Regions from separate parts of the Sus scrofa genome. Here region 2 is linked to region 1. A link is a contact called in public HiChIP or PLAC-seq data. All regions are on one chromosome and are shown on one strand. Each heading gives the region's core, a stretch centred on a gene start, on an enhancer-like site or on the middle of the called end of the contact. The rest is flanking DNA. Distances are from core to core; before and after follow the strand shown. Region 1 holds the start of LOC106509541 (a long non-coding RNA gene). Region 2 overlaps LOC102158243 (a long non-coding RNA gene).

The links. HiChIP or PLAC-seq counts read pairs in DNA pulled down with a chosen protein or histone mark.
Region 2: a contact with region 1 is called in an H3K27ac HiChIP or PLAC-seq map of skeletal muscle. The contact joins two enhancer-like sites. A contact is called at or near these places in 5 of 47 Hi-C or Micro-C datasets (fetal heart ventricle, heart right ventricle, psoas muscle and 1 more) and 1 of 2 datasets of contacts at active chromatin or transcription factors (skeletal muscle).

The regions. Positions count from the first base shown.
Region 1 is chr2:128,304,600-128,310,885 of Sscrofa11.1, reverse strand. LOC106509541 (a long non-coding RNA gene) reads right to left here and starts at 4,871. Exons shown (of 3, transcript XR_001307170.2): 1 at 1,975-4,871. Within about 2 kb of position 1,770, at least 11 of the 83 cell types and tissues checked have an H3K27ac peak or open chromatin away from gene starts, as enhancers often do. A contact at or near this core is called in skeletal muscle, where this site is marked.
Region 2 is chr2:128,415,815-128,423,019 of Sscrofa11.1, reverse strand. All of the region lies in intron 10 of LOC102158243 (a long non-coding RNA gene), which reads left to right. Among named protein-coding and RNA genes, the nearest start is that of ZNF608, 260 kb to the right of the region's middle. Within about 2 kb of position 2,414, at least 7 of the 83 cell types and tissues checked have an H3K27ac peak or open chromatin away from gene starts, as enhancers often do. A contact at or near this core is called in skeletal muscle, where this site is marked.

The DNA.
Region 1 (6,286 bases), core at 521-3,020:
TGACCCCCGTCCATGCCACCCAGAGCAATCCACAGATTCAGTGCAAGATGTCAATGGCCTCTTTCACAGAAATAGAGCAAACATTCCTGAAAGGTATAGGGAACCACAAAAAAGCCCATATAACCAAAATGATCTTGAGAAAGATGGCCGGAGGCATTACACTCACTGATTTCAAATTATATTACAAGGCTATAGTAATCAAAATAGTATGATTTTGGCACAAAAATAGATATCTAGATTAATGGAACAGAACAGAGAACCCCGGGGGGGGGGGGAGGGAGTCATGCCTATATGGTCAATTAATCTATAACAAAGGAGTCAAGAATATACAATGGATAAAGGACATTTTCTTCAATACATTGTGTTGGGAAAACTGGGCAGCCACATGCAAAAGAATGAAACTGTACCACTCTCTTAGACCATACACAAGAACTAACTCAAAATGGATTAAAGACTTGAACAAAAGACCTAAAACCATAAACTTCTAGAAGAAAACATGGGCGGTCAGCTCCTCGATATCAGTCTTGGGGATGATTTTTTGGCTCTGACTCCAAAATCAGAAATAAACAACCCGGCAGATACCAAAACCAAAAAACATCTGCACAGCAAAGAAAACCATCAATGAAATGAGAAGACAACCTATGGACTAGAAGAAAGTACTTGCAAATTGTATATTGGATAAGGGGCTAATAGCTAAAATATGTAAAGAGCTGATACAGTTCAACAGCAGCAAGAACAAAACCAACCAATTAAAATAGGGGCCAGGAAACTGAAGAGATATTTTTCCAAAGAAGACATAGTATATGAAAAGATGCTCAGCATCACTAATCATCAGGGAAGTACAAATCAAAACCACAATGAGATATCACCTCACGCTGTTAGAATGGCTGTGAAATAACAAGTGTTGGCAAGGATGTAGAGAAAAGGGAATCCTTGTGTACTGTGGGTGGGAATGAAAATTGGTGCAGCCACTGTGGAAAACAGTATGGAGGTGCCTCAAAAAACTAAAAATGGAATTACCATATAACCCAGCAATTCTGCTTCTGGGTATTTATCCAAAGATAAATGAAAACATTAACTGGAAAAGATAAATGCACACCCATGTTAACTGCAGCATTATTTCCAATATGTGTGACATGGAAACAGCCTAAGTATCCATTGATGGATGAATGGATAAAAAAATATGAGATACATAGATACAAACATACACATACATACATATATCATATATATGTGTATACATATACACACATATGTATGTAATTCAGCCATAAAAAAGAATAAAATAATATCATTTGTGAAGCTATGGAATGACCTTGAGAGCATTACACTAGGTGAAATAAGTCAGACAAATACTGTATAATCACACTTATATGTGGCATCTTTAAAAAAAAAAAAAAAAGCTCATTGGTACAAAGAACAGATTAGTGGTTGCCAGGGGCAGGGGTGGAGGTTAAGCAAACGAGTAAAAGGAGTTGCTAAAAGAATCAATCGTAAAAGTTTTCATCATACACAAAAAAATGGTAACCCTGTACAAGGATGGATATTAACTAGACTTACTGTGATCATTTCATAATATATATCGAATCATGATGTTGTACACCTGACACTAATATAATGTTCTGTCCATTATAGCTCATTAAAAAAAAAAAAAATCAAATGCCCCACATTGCCTGGCTCCTCTGGAACACTGCTGCTGGGCTGTAACTGACCATGCCGAGAGGCAACTGCCCAAGCCTTTGACATCGTCACTTGAACCATTCACGTCAGCTCTGTGTGTTACTGATTTAGCGTTTTGCGCCTGCACTGGGCTGATCTAAACGACTGAGTCAGTGACTGCATCCAGGCAATTTGAGAAAAGTAGTAAACACAGCAGCTTCATTGCTGAGATCCCAGGGGTGCCCTCCCAGACCCAGTAGGAAAACCTCTGCTGAGACTCGCAGGCGGCGATTTGGCTCCCCATCTGGATTTTACCTCTGCCGAAAAATGCCACCAGGAAAACCTTTCCCCTTCCCACTGCTCTGCAGGTTTTGGCAATGGATGGCTCCTTTGCCCTACGGGTGCAGTGTTGGCCTTCTTGAGCCAGAAGAGCACAGTCTGAAAATAGAAACAGGGGCTGTTTTGTGGCCATTGAATAGGAAGGCTAATAATAGCATTGCTTCATTGTTTGGCAAGGACTTCAGGCTACCCCAGCCAAGGAGCAGCACACTCTGCAGTAACCAAATCATAAAATTTCTCCAGGGAATGGTGCAGCTTTTCAGAACATGTTTTATATTCTGGGATTGCTCGGGAAGGAAATAGTTGAGAAGTTGTTTTGACATAAGTGTGGTTTGTTTCCAATTTGAAGGCAGAGGGAGGGGCTGGAGAGATGAGCCAGGAGGTCAGTCGCAGAAGGGATGCAAAAAAAAAAAAAAAAACGTGTCGTTAAGGAGTTCCTGACAGGTGGTGAGAGGGCTGTAGCTCTGGAGCCCAGGCCTGGCGGGGTGTCTGTCCCCGTTGGGTTCCCAGTGTGCTCTCAGCATCGCCTTTCACACTCCTGTAATGTTTATTTCTGTTGAACTTAAAGGATGACCTTTTCCAAACTGCAGTACATTGTTGACCCACATGCATTTCTGAGACCTAATTTCCCTGAATGCCTTCCTTGTTCCTGCCGAAGAGAACTCTGTTCGAGAAAATAGGAAGAGGCTGAGGATAAAGAGCGTTGGCATGGAAATCTTTGAGGCATTGAATCCTGCCTGCTATTAATAATTTAGAAGTGTTTTTAATGCCCTGATAGGGAAGGAAGGTTTTTTTTTGACACCAAAGGCATCTAAATATTAATTTCAGAGGAATTGGTTGTTACAAGCAGTTAACATCCATTTTGTTAGTTGACCTCCTGAGGAAGGTTAATGCACTAAAATCTGGTCATTAAGTATAGTAACAAATGTTTTTTCAGGGAGGTTATTACTATCATAAACTCTAATCCATGGTTCACAGGCAGCAGCCTCTAGTGCAGTGCTCTGACTAATGAAGAATTAACTATTTCTGAGCAGTTAATAAAGATTTTTTCCCCCCACCAATCAACATACTCTACATGATCCTTATAATTACTAAAAGCATTAAGCTCTGGGTATGAGTTGCCTGCATGTCAGACCGGAATTCTGTTCTGAGTAAATGACAAATGGCAAACCTAATCCCATTCCACTTAATTTTTTTTTTCCCCGAACATGTTCACTGAAATAAGAAATAATGGAATTCCTAAGTATGAGAAAAAGATGGTCCAGTACAAAGCATTTGCTAAATGAGAATTGATGAGGTCTTTAGTCATATTTTATTGTGATGGAAGATTTTATGCTGTGCTTTAGTTCTTGCTAGAATTGAGAAGTTAATTGGCTACAAACAGGGCCTCTTTGCCCATTGGTTTGTTTTATTTTGTTTTTCCTGGATTAAAGAGCGTGCATTCTACAGGAACGCAGGAGGCAGAGGCTTGTATGAGAAACACTCATACCTACCTCCTCACCATAAGAGGGAAAAGGTACAACCTAACCTTTCTAAAAAGCCTCAGGGCAGTGTTTTGCTTTTCAATGGAAAGGTCGTCCAGAATTAATTAAAGTCACTTTCCTGCTGAGGACAGAGCATTTGGCTTTACTTTGAAGGCTCAAAGAAAGTTGCTCACACCAATTTCTTAGAGACCCGAATTTAAAGCAGCACAGCCAGTCCAGGGGGCAGCCTTTAAGAAGAAGTAAGCTTTCGGAATCAAAAGTCTGAACAGCTAATACACTGAGGCTTTAGGTGCCCCTGAGTTGGCAGTGTAAAATTAAAAAAAAAAAAAAAAAAAGAATGGCTTACTTTTCCCTGGGCCAAGTAGGATCAGCCTCCACATTGACATAGGCCCTTTCCCCTCCTTATTTTAACTTCAACTAAATCCTGGCCTTGAGACGGGTGCCCCTCCCCCCCCCACCATTGAACAGAGAGGGAGGGGAAACCACACTTAGCCAGAATGAAAGGGACATTGTCTTTTGGAAAAGTACCTGTATTTTGGAAGGGTTTGCATCGCACACAAAAGCTTAAAAGGGGTCCAGTACACTGCTGGCAGCTCACCATCTCAAAATATTCTTGTGGAAGATTTGGTACATTGTACCCAGCTAAGGAACCAGTAGGGCTGGATTATCTGCACATCTTAGGACTTTACGCACCCTTCATGTGTTTGGTACTTGGCTTGAAAATAACTGCCATTAGTTTCCCACTTTCTGGTGATGGCTGATGATGGAACATTTCTGGGCCTCAGTTTCCCCTATCTGTAAAATTTTATTATAATATTTACTTTGGGGAATAGCTGGAAAGACGAGGGATAATTTATACCTGACATTCACATGGGCCTAAGACATACTAGTATGAATTTGCCTTACATTACAGCCATAGCTTTACCTATTTTTACATTTTATGAAAGTGACTAGAATCCTAAAATATCCCCAGGAAAACCTTGTGAGTTCAAAATTAGAATCAGGGGAATAACAACGCATTAGCTTAACTTCTGAAAACTGGGCTTTTACAGAGTCCAGCTCATCCATCAAGGCCCCATCACTGGACACAAAGCTTTCCCTGGCTACCTCAGCCAGAAATAAGCCTCCAGCCTCTGCGTTCTCATTTGCTTTGTACTATTTGAAGACCATTCTTCGCATTCATTCTTTGCTTAGAGTTGTTGGTAGACAGATCTTGGATCTGTAATTCCTAACGCTTAATCCAGTGCTTCAAACTCAAGGACGAGAAGGCATTCATGAATTTCTCCAACTCTTTCCTGTGGCATCTTTCCTGCCCAACCCATGGTGGCTGAGTGAATGATTGAATGACTCTGGAGGTCACCTGCCCTTTCTTCACTCTTTTAAAGTGTATCCTCCCTCCCACCTTTTTTTTTTTTTTTTTTAATTTCGATTCTAAACAGAGTCTCTTGAAGTTTGCATTATCCCCTCCCCACTCTTTTCCCCATGGTTAATCAGCTGACAGTAGAGAGACAGCCAGAAGGCAGGTGTTTGGATGGCTGGGTCATTCTCAGCTGGGTGTTTGCAGATCAGGGATTTCCTGCATTTGCACAGGGATTCTTAAGTGAATATGGAGAACAGGAAGCAGCAGGTTGAGACTGTAAAGATGAATCACAGTGTCTTTTGAAGTCACTGGTTGCCCCATAGCCTTATTGCCACACCCCTCATTGTTCATGGAAATCACAGAAAAGGGAGGTGAGCATTTCAGGATTACTGGTGCTTTTGCCATATTGACCTTTGGTATGCTCCTTAACCTCTTCGGACTTTCATTTTCTCATCAGTAATAACAGTTTCCCCTATTCTAATTACTTCCTAGGCTTGCTAGGCAAATCGCATGATAAGATAGCTAAAGAACTTAGCTGAGAAAAAAATATGATACTAAAAACAGTACCACTAGAACCAGACATTGAGAGAGGATTAGATAAGCTAGTGTAACTTATTTGCCCTTAATGACTAATGTTCTCTGAATCAATGTATTAATTATGAGAGAAATTAGATTTGCTTAAAGACAAAATATTATTAAAAATAGGAAGGAGCCACAGAAAGAAAGTTTGATTTATTGTAGTAACAAGCTAAGAATATTGCCATAGTCGCTGTCATAAAGATCTGTTCTCCCGCCCCCATGATTCTGGTATGTTTGGAGTAAACAGCATGGTGAGATGCTATCAGATCAAAATGGTTTTCCCAGGTAGATCAGTGGTGGAAATCTATTTAATACTTACCCTCGTCTTCTCAGTGTACACACATGATCATTATTTAACCATCAGCAAAGGGTCTCCGTGACTCTTTGCAAACCAGAACATATATAATTTCCATTATCACCACCAATTCTAGTCAAGACAGCTCTGAAATGGAGCGAATGAATTTCAGTACAGAGTTGACACTGCATCTAGTGCTGGCACTTTTCTGGTCGTAAGGAACAGGGATGTAAATGCTTGGAAACACACATTTGAGAGAATAATTGAAAATGGGTTCAGTGTCTTCATCCTCCGAGACTGCGTGGGAGCACGTGCATGTTTGTAGTCAGTCTTTCATGAAATGTGTATGTATCTGTTTTGATCCTGAGGCTTTCCTGTGCTGTGCGCAGGTTTCACAGAGGGGTTCCGGCTTGTAAAGGTTAACCGTGCAGAAATCAGGGCTTTGTGCGTTTTTGCAAAGGTCACACTCATCAGCAGTTCCGGAAAGACTGCTGGGCTGGGCCCTGGTAACCACCCCATGACTGAACCATGGCTCTGGGTTTCATTTCCTTAAGAACACTGGTACAGTCC
Region 2 (7,205 bases), core at 1,165-3,664, 110 kb before region 1:
TGCAGGATTTGCAGAGGCCTGGTTTGGAAGTGAAGCCTCAGAATGCCAGTTGAGAACTTTTTAACCCCAGCAAGAACAGAAAGAAGAACAGGGCTTTTTCAGCCTGTTTGTACCTCACTGTCAAAGTTCAAGCCTCATGACATTGTAGTATATTTCATGAAAACTTCTGAGAGGCCAAACAGCCACACCCCTAAACAGAAGCCCTCCTGTTCCACCCACTGTAGCCTTTAAGTCCTCCCATTCTTTTCCTACTTACTGGATCAAGCAGTCAACTTGACTCCTTTCCCTTCAAACATTGCACCACTTGTACATTTATAGAGAGACTTAAAATGACAGTCTTGGGTGTGTAGTAATCTGAACTACTTCGTGTCCATTTATCTCAAATCAGCTTACTAGAATGTAACTTTGAATTTGGAAGATGTAGTTTTTCTGCTGCTATAAAAATGCAAGTTCTTGAGCTAAATTTCTTCAGGTTTCAGAGAAAAAGAAAAGAATCACTTCTGGTAATAGCCAGTCAAATGCAGGGTTTGGCTCTCCCTGTCTCCTCTCCCTTTCTGCCCAGGGCCAGGATAATCTAATTTCCAATGTCTGGTTCCCATGTTTCTCTGGTCCCAGTAGCCTCTGCTTGCTTGTTCATTGCCCACATGGACACAAGGTATCCATTGCTCTCCACTGTCCTCTACTGTTCTTATCCAACCATAAGGCCTCCTCCATCCCCACAGTCCAGTCCTTTCAGGGGCCCAGAAATTTACATGCACCTCCTCTGCACCACTCTGGGGCCATTGGATGAGATGGGTTGTCCTCAGCCCTCCCTGCCTTGGTCAACACTACACTATCATGCCAATACCAGCTGTTCCAGGACCAGACAGATCTTGAGGCTTAGAAGAGGTGAAAGTGTCCTGAAGCTACCAGAGAGTGAGCACAAAGTCTGCAGCTCTCAGAGTCCCCCAAATTTATACTTGCAAACACACCCACACACGGACTCACCCTTGGGATTTGACCTCACTTCTCAGGATCCCAGAAACACCTAATTAAATAGCTGACAAATGTAACAGATAATTATAGATCTTAACAACAGAGAAACTAGGTAAAGGTATGTAGAGATTCTCTGTGCTATCTTTGTAACTTTCTCTAAACCTAAAATTATACCAAAATTTAAAGTTGACATAGAAAGTAATGAGAAGGGAGTGGTGGGTGGAGGTATGGGAGGGACAAGATTAACTGGGGACTGGTAGTTGTTGAGATGGGGTGATGAGACGGGAGGTTACTATGCTACTCTGCCTATTTTAGGTTGTAAGTTCTCCATAATTAAAAAAAAAAAAAGATAATTTAAAATGCATATTATGGTATAGTCCCTTCTAAAGACTCTTAAAAGTCTACATAAACTTTAGAAGCCAGTAATTTGACACTTTATTCTCTCTGTAGAATTTTTACCATCAGGACTCTAGTGTTTAAATCACAGGGCAAAGAGAGCAAATAGGAAGAACTGAAAAAACAGCAAAGTTGAATATTATCCAACTATGCAATTTGCTTCTGGTGTTTGGTTTTGCTATTAGACCATCTCACAGCCCTTCTCCTCCCTTTGTATTTTTTAAATTTTTTTTCATCTCCATTTTTACCACTGTTTAGATCTCTACATGTGTCACTTGGCATAAGGTCCCACTGCAATATAACAACACATCCAAATAATCATTGCTTAAACAAGATAAAAGCTTGTATCCCTCATACATAAAATCAGACTGGAAGTCAACAGTCCAGGACTTTCATGGCATCTCCACAGCATTCTCAGTGGCTTCAGCTCCTTATGGTCCTTATCCCTTAATTCCTAGGATGTTGCACTTGTCACCAGGCTTACAAGATAGCCTCTGAGCTCCAGCCATCACACTCACATTCCAGGCAGCAAGAAGGCAGGTCAAGCCACTTACCTTTAAGGAAATGTCCCAAAAGTCCCACAGAATACTTTTGTAATCTTTCATTGACCAAAACATTCTCATAGAGCCATTCCTAGCTGCAAGGCAAAGTGTGGAAAATAGTGTTTTAATTGTACCCTGTCTGTCCTCTATAAAACCAGTGTTCTATGAGGGAAGGAGGGGAGAATGGATGTTGGGTAGGCAATTAGCAGCCTCTGCCACAGTCAGCCGTGGGAAAAATCTGAACATGCAGCGGCAGAGCAGCCCAACCATGACTTATGCCCAAATTAATTACCCGGCTAGTGCAATCAGCAAAGATCTGGAAGTATCTGTCATCCCACATACGCTGCTGACTGGTTTATGTTGATTAGTTTGACTGAAAGTTAAAACTAGAAAACTGCGTGTGGATTCACTCTTCCCAGCAAGATACCATCTATCAACACAGAGGCCGATATGTGTGCATTTGTGTCAGCATCGCGTAGGGCATGAGATATGCCTGCTGTGACTATGATGTCCTTTAAACCTAAAATGGAAGCATTACAGATTCCTCCTGGCAGCCCTCTTGACCCTGTAGGAGACCTTCTGGGCTCCTGGCCAGTCTCCAGAGATTCCTGTCTGTCTGCCTGCAAGGAGACACTTTCTGGGCTCCCTGCCCACGTTCTAACCTGCTGCTCACTGGAGTAGAGAGCCATGTCTATTTGGGTCAGTCTTGACTGATTATCCTGTTGCCTTGAAGTAAGTTCCCTTGAGTGCTCCACATATAACTGTGTCCACCACACGTCTGCATGCCGGGTGCCGAGTAAATGCAGTGAGGTGTGGTGGAAAGAGCATCTGAAACATGAGACTGAGGACTGAGTCTGAGCAATTCTCTGTCCATGGAGTGAGACCTTAGGCAATTCACTGAGTCTCTAAGCCTTGGTCTTCTCACATGCCAGGCCAAGATATCGCTACCTCCTCTACTTTCCCTGCAAGCTGATTGTGAGGTTGCTGTAAGATAGTACATGTCAAAGTCAAGTACTTTATTGCCCCTAAATTGGTTATGGTTAATAGTGTTGATCTAATGAAAATGTGAGTTTTTGAAAAAAGAGAAAAAAACAAAAACAGTGATAATGTGGTTTAAGCCCACTAACTTTGACTTTAGAAAGAAAAAAAAGAAAGAAATATAGTAACTAGAGCCAAGTCTGCAAGGTAAAACAAAGACAAACAAACAAACAAAAAAAGAATTGGTGAAATTATATCAGCCCCAGAAAGGAGAGATCCTAAATGATTTGTTCCACGGAATAAACTCCTAAGGTTCTACCTCCATTTCCATTTATTATTAACTATTCCTTCCATGGAACACTAATCCAAAGAGTAAATGTATCATTAAAGACCCTGTTCTCTCCAAACTGGAAAGGTAGAATAAGTTTTATTCCTTTTAACCAAGTCAGTTTTAAAATACAGGAAATTCCTATCTCAGCTGCAAGGACCAAAACCATCCACTTAGAATTTCCCTGCTCAGTACAATCCCCAAGGACCCACTTCTGCTCACATAAGTATAAGCCTTTAGGCACAATATGTAAGCAATTATTTGTATACACATAAATCCAATTTGGGGTCAGGTGAGTTTTGTTGGTGTGACTGTGTATGTAAATATATCTCTATATACTGAAGCCTGCAGGTTATAGTTTTTTAGAAATATCAATAAGGAACAATTTTAAATCCTTTCATTTTTGTCAAAGGAGCTTTATTGTACACAATGTAATATTAGAATTTTCTTTTACTGGCTACCACTTTAATGTTGACATTTTTATCTGGCGTTGGATCCAAAGAAAAACTTGTGATTTGACATAATAAATTGCTCCCCATACATGAAATGAAAATCACGTGGGCTCTGTTGGTCAGATGGGGGTTTTGCAAGGTCTCACTTTAGAGGGTGGTTTCTGTTGGGGGCTGAAGAATACCATCTCGTGACCTCACTGCAAAAGTCATTAAAGTCAATAAGCAGATTTGCAGACCATTCCTGAACGTTTCAGCTGACCCACCGCTGGAGCAAAGGACCTCTTCACTGTGAAGTAATTTTTCCTGATGAGATAACAAAAAATTTCTTCTTCCAACTTTCCTAAATCTAGAACTTGCCTGGTATAGAAAACACACACACACACTGCAAAAGGAATTGATTCCAGATGTGAAACAGGCCTCGCATGACAGTGTCTAGCTTTGATGGTCACAAAGGGACATTTTGGCAGGTGGCCGCAATGGTATTTTGTTCCTCTCAAACTTGATGCCGTTGTACCACACTGTACACATCACCTGGTTTATGGCTAGAGATTCCTCTTCAACAAACAAAGGGAAACAAGACGAGAGAATTAGCGGTATGTTCCCCTGATCACAAGGCTCAAATGTGTAGTTTCAGAAACATAGATGTAGGTAAATTTTTCAGTAGAATTTAGTCAATGCTGACTGTGTTCCTGGCACTATTCTATGCTATCTGGAGGGAAGAAGAACATTGTCCCAAACCTGGAGAACTTAAAATGCCCTAAGAGTGATAAGGTTAATGAGAATGAAACAGCCAGTGTGCTGACCTAGCATCCTTCATAAAGCATCACTGTCCAGCCCACACTGGCTTATAATGATCTGCTTGTGTGACTGAAGTCAACCCCACATTGGGGCCCTCCCAAAACTAGAGCAATGGCAGGTCCTTATTGTAAACACAGAGCCGAGAGCACAAATCAAAGCATGGTTGGTAAATGTTAACTCAAGGAATAAGGGAAACAACAGCACAGCAGGTTAAGAGGATGTAAGCGCTATAGGGATTCAAACTGCAATCAAATATGAACAATTCTATTTCTGTGAATTAATCAAGAGTTAATATCTTTCATTTAGCTAATAAGACATTCCTTTAGAAATTCCCATCATGGCTCAGCCGAAACAAATCTGACTGGTATCCATGAGGATGAAGGTTTGATCCCTGGCCTCACTCAGTAGATTAAGGGATCCACCATCACCATGAGCTGTGGTGTAAGTTGCAGATGCGGCTCAGATCCCACATTGCTATGGCCGTGGCATAGGCCAGTGGCTACAACTCCGATTCGACCCCTAGACTTGAAATCTCCATAAAAAGACAAAAAAATAAGAAGACATTCCTTCATCTTCTTCAGGACCAATTTGAATGTCTGCTCTCAATAATACTATATGCTGGGAAACAACAGCTGCCATTCTGGGAAATAGTCTTTATTCTGGGGATCTGTTGCTGAAAGGTAGACGTTCTATTATGACCTAAGAAGAGGAAAAGAGGTCCTAAGGGACAACTAACAGAAAAATGAAGCTGATTTCCCAGCAACAAGTGTGAAATGTCAGCTACCAGGGGAGTTCATTAGAGACTTCGTGCCCAAAGTTTTTACTGGAGGCTGATCAGGTGAGTGCCCTCTGCCTGGCACAGAGCAGCATTCCAGATCCCCAGAAGGAAAGCTGGGGTTTAGCATCACCCACCCTGCACAGACTCTTTAGGCATAAGGAGGCACTCATCAGCTAGGGAATGGAGCAAACTTTCCTAAAATGTAGGAAGTGAGATGCCAGCCTAGGCCACCTTGCAAGCAGACTCTTCTAAGGATAGCATTCTCAGAAGCTGTGGTAATGCGTCTTTGCACACTTACACAAAAACCTGCTGTCGCTGAGAGACCTCACTCACTTTGACCTCTTCGTATCCTCTAACTCTCACCACACCTGTTTTCGGGAACCCCTTTGATGCGTCTCATACCCAAGCTAGACTGTGGAACTCTGTCTTTCCTTTTGTTCCAGGAAAAGAGATTAAAAGACATTCCCATGGTTAGGGGCTGAGGTAGCTGGATGACTCCAAGCTATAACTCACTTCCTCCCCCAACAAATCTGAAATCACATACATGCAAACATCCCCAAACTTGAAACTCCTCAGAAAACCCAGCCAGTCCGCATCTGTGAGAAATCCCTGTCCTCTCAAAGACACATCTCTCAACCATGTTACATAATCCTCCAAATTTAGACTATATCCGCTTTGCCCCAACTCATGTCTAGCTTCCTTAGAAAGCACATGACACACTTCTAACCCTGGCCAGAGGAAGGCGTGGGAAGTAGCTTTACCACATGAGTTTTGTCAGCCCTCTTACCCGTGTTTCACATTTAGCTATTTTCCACGTTCAAAGTCATCGTGTTGTTGCATCTTCAGTGCCTCCTGCTTGAGTCACTTCCTCAGTCAGTTAACTGGCCCTCTCCCTCCACAGCTTCAGTCCTCCTAAGACCTGACTTAGTTATATCCCTCACCGCCTCTGCAGCTATTAAGTCATTCCTAGTTCAAGACTTCCAGTGTTGCCACTTGACCATTGACTAAAAGTCATGCTTCTTGATGCAAAGGTATGGAGAACAAATTGGCCCCTACCGGGGGAGGGGGGGGCAGTAAAAGGGTATGAGGTAAGAGGTACAAACTATTACAATAAGCTGCAGCGTGTGGTCTATCTACAAATCAGAAAAGATCATGGACATGTAGGCAGACTCGTGTTTGCCAGGGGGAAGGGGAGGGAGTGGGATGGGTTAAGAATCTGGGGTTAATAGACAAAAACTCTTACATTTGGAGTGGACGGGCAATGAGATCCTGCTGTATAGCACAGGGAATTATATATCTAGTCACCTGTAATGAAACATGGTGGAGGATAATATGAGAAAAAGAATGTTAAAAAAAAATGATCCATGAGGTCTTTCCAATAACTACTAATTAATGGAATGATGAAGTATATATTAAGAATTTTGAAAACTTAAAAGTAAATAAATATTATGTTGTTCTGTACTGTCAATAGATGTTAGCCACATGGAATAATTATATTTAAATGAATTTTAAAATAAAATTCAAAATTCAAAAAAATAAAATCCCTTCCAGTAATTTTTATCTTAAATAAAATAAAGACAAAACTTGAAAAAAAATAAGCTTCGAGGATATGTTGTACAACATGGGGAATATAGCCAATATTTTATAATAACTATAAATGGAATATAACCCTTAAAAATTGTGAATCACTATACTGGAATTCTATAACTTATATTGTACAGCAACTATATTTCAACTAAAAACAAAAAAATATGCTCCTTAGTGTGGCATTAAGATCTTTCATGTTTGGCTACAGTCTCTTTCTCTAGTCCCATGTTTCTCTACTGCTATTCCCATAATAACTTTGGAGGTGAGCAAGGAAACCATTTAATAGTGCTCCTCAAGATAAATTAATCAAGATATATCCAAGAGCCAACTTTTGTTTTTAATTGCACCTTCTCTCCCGTGCAAAAGATCCT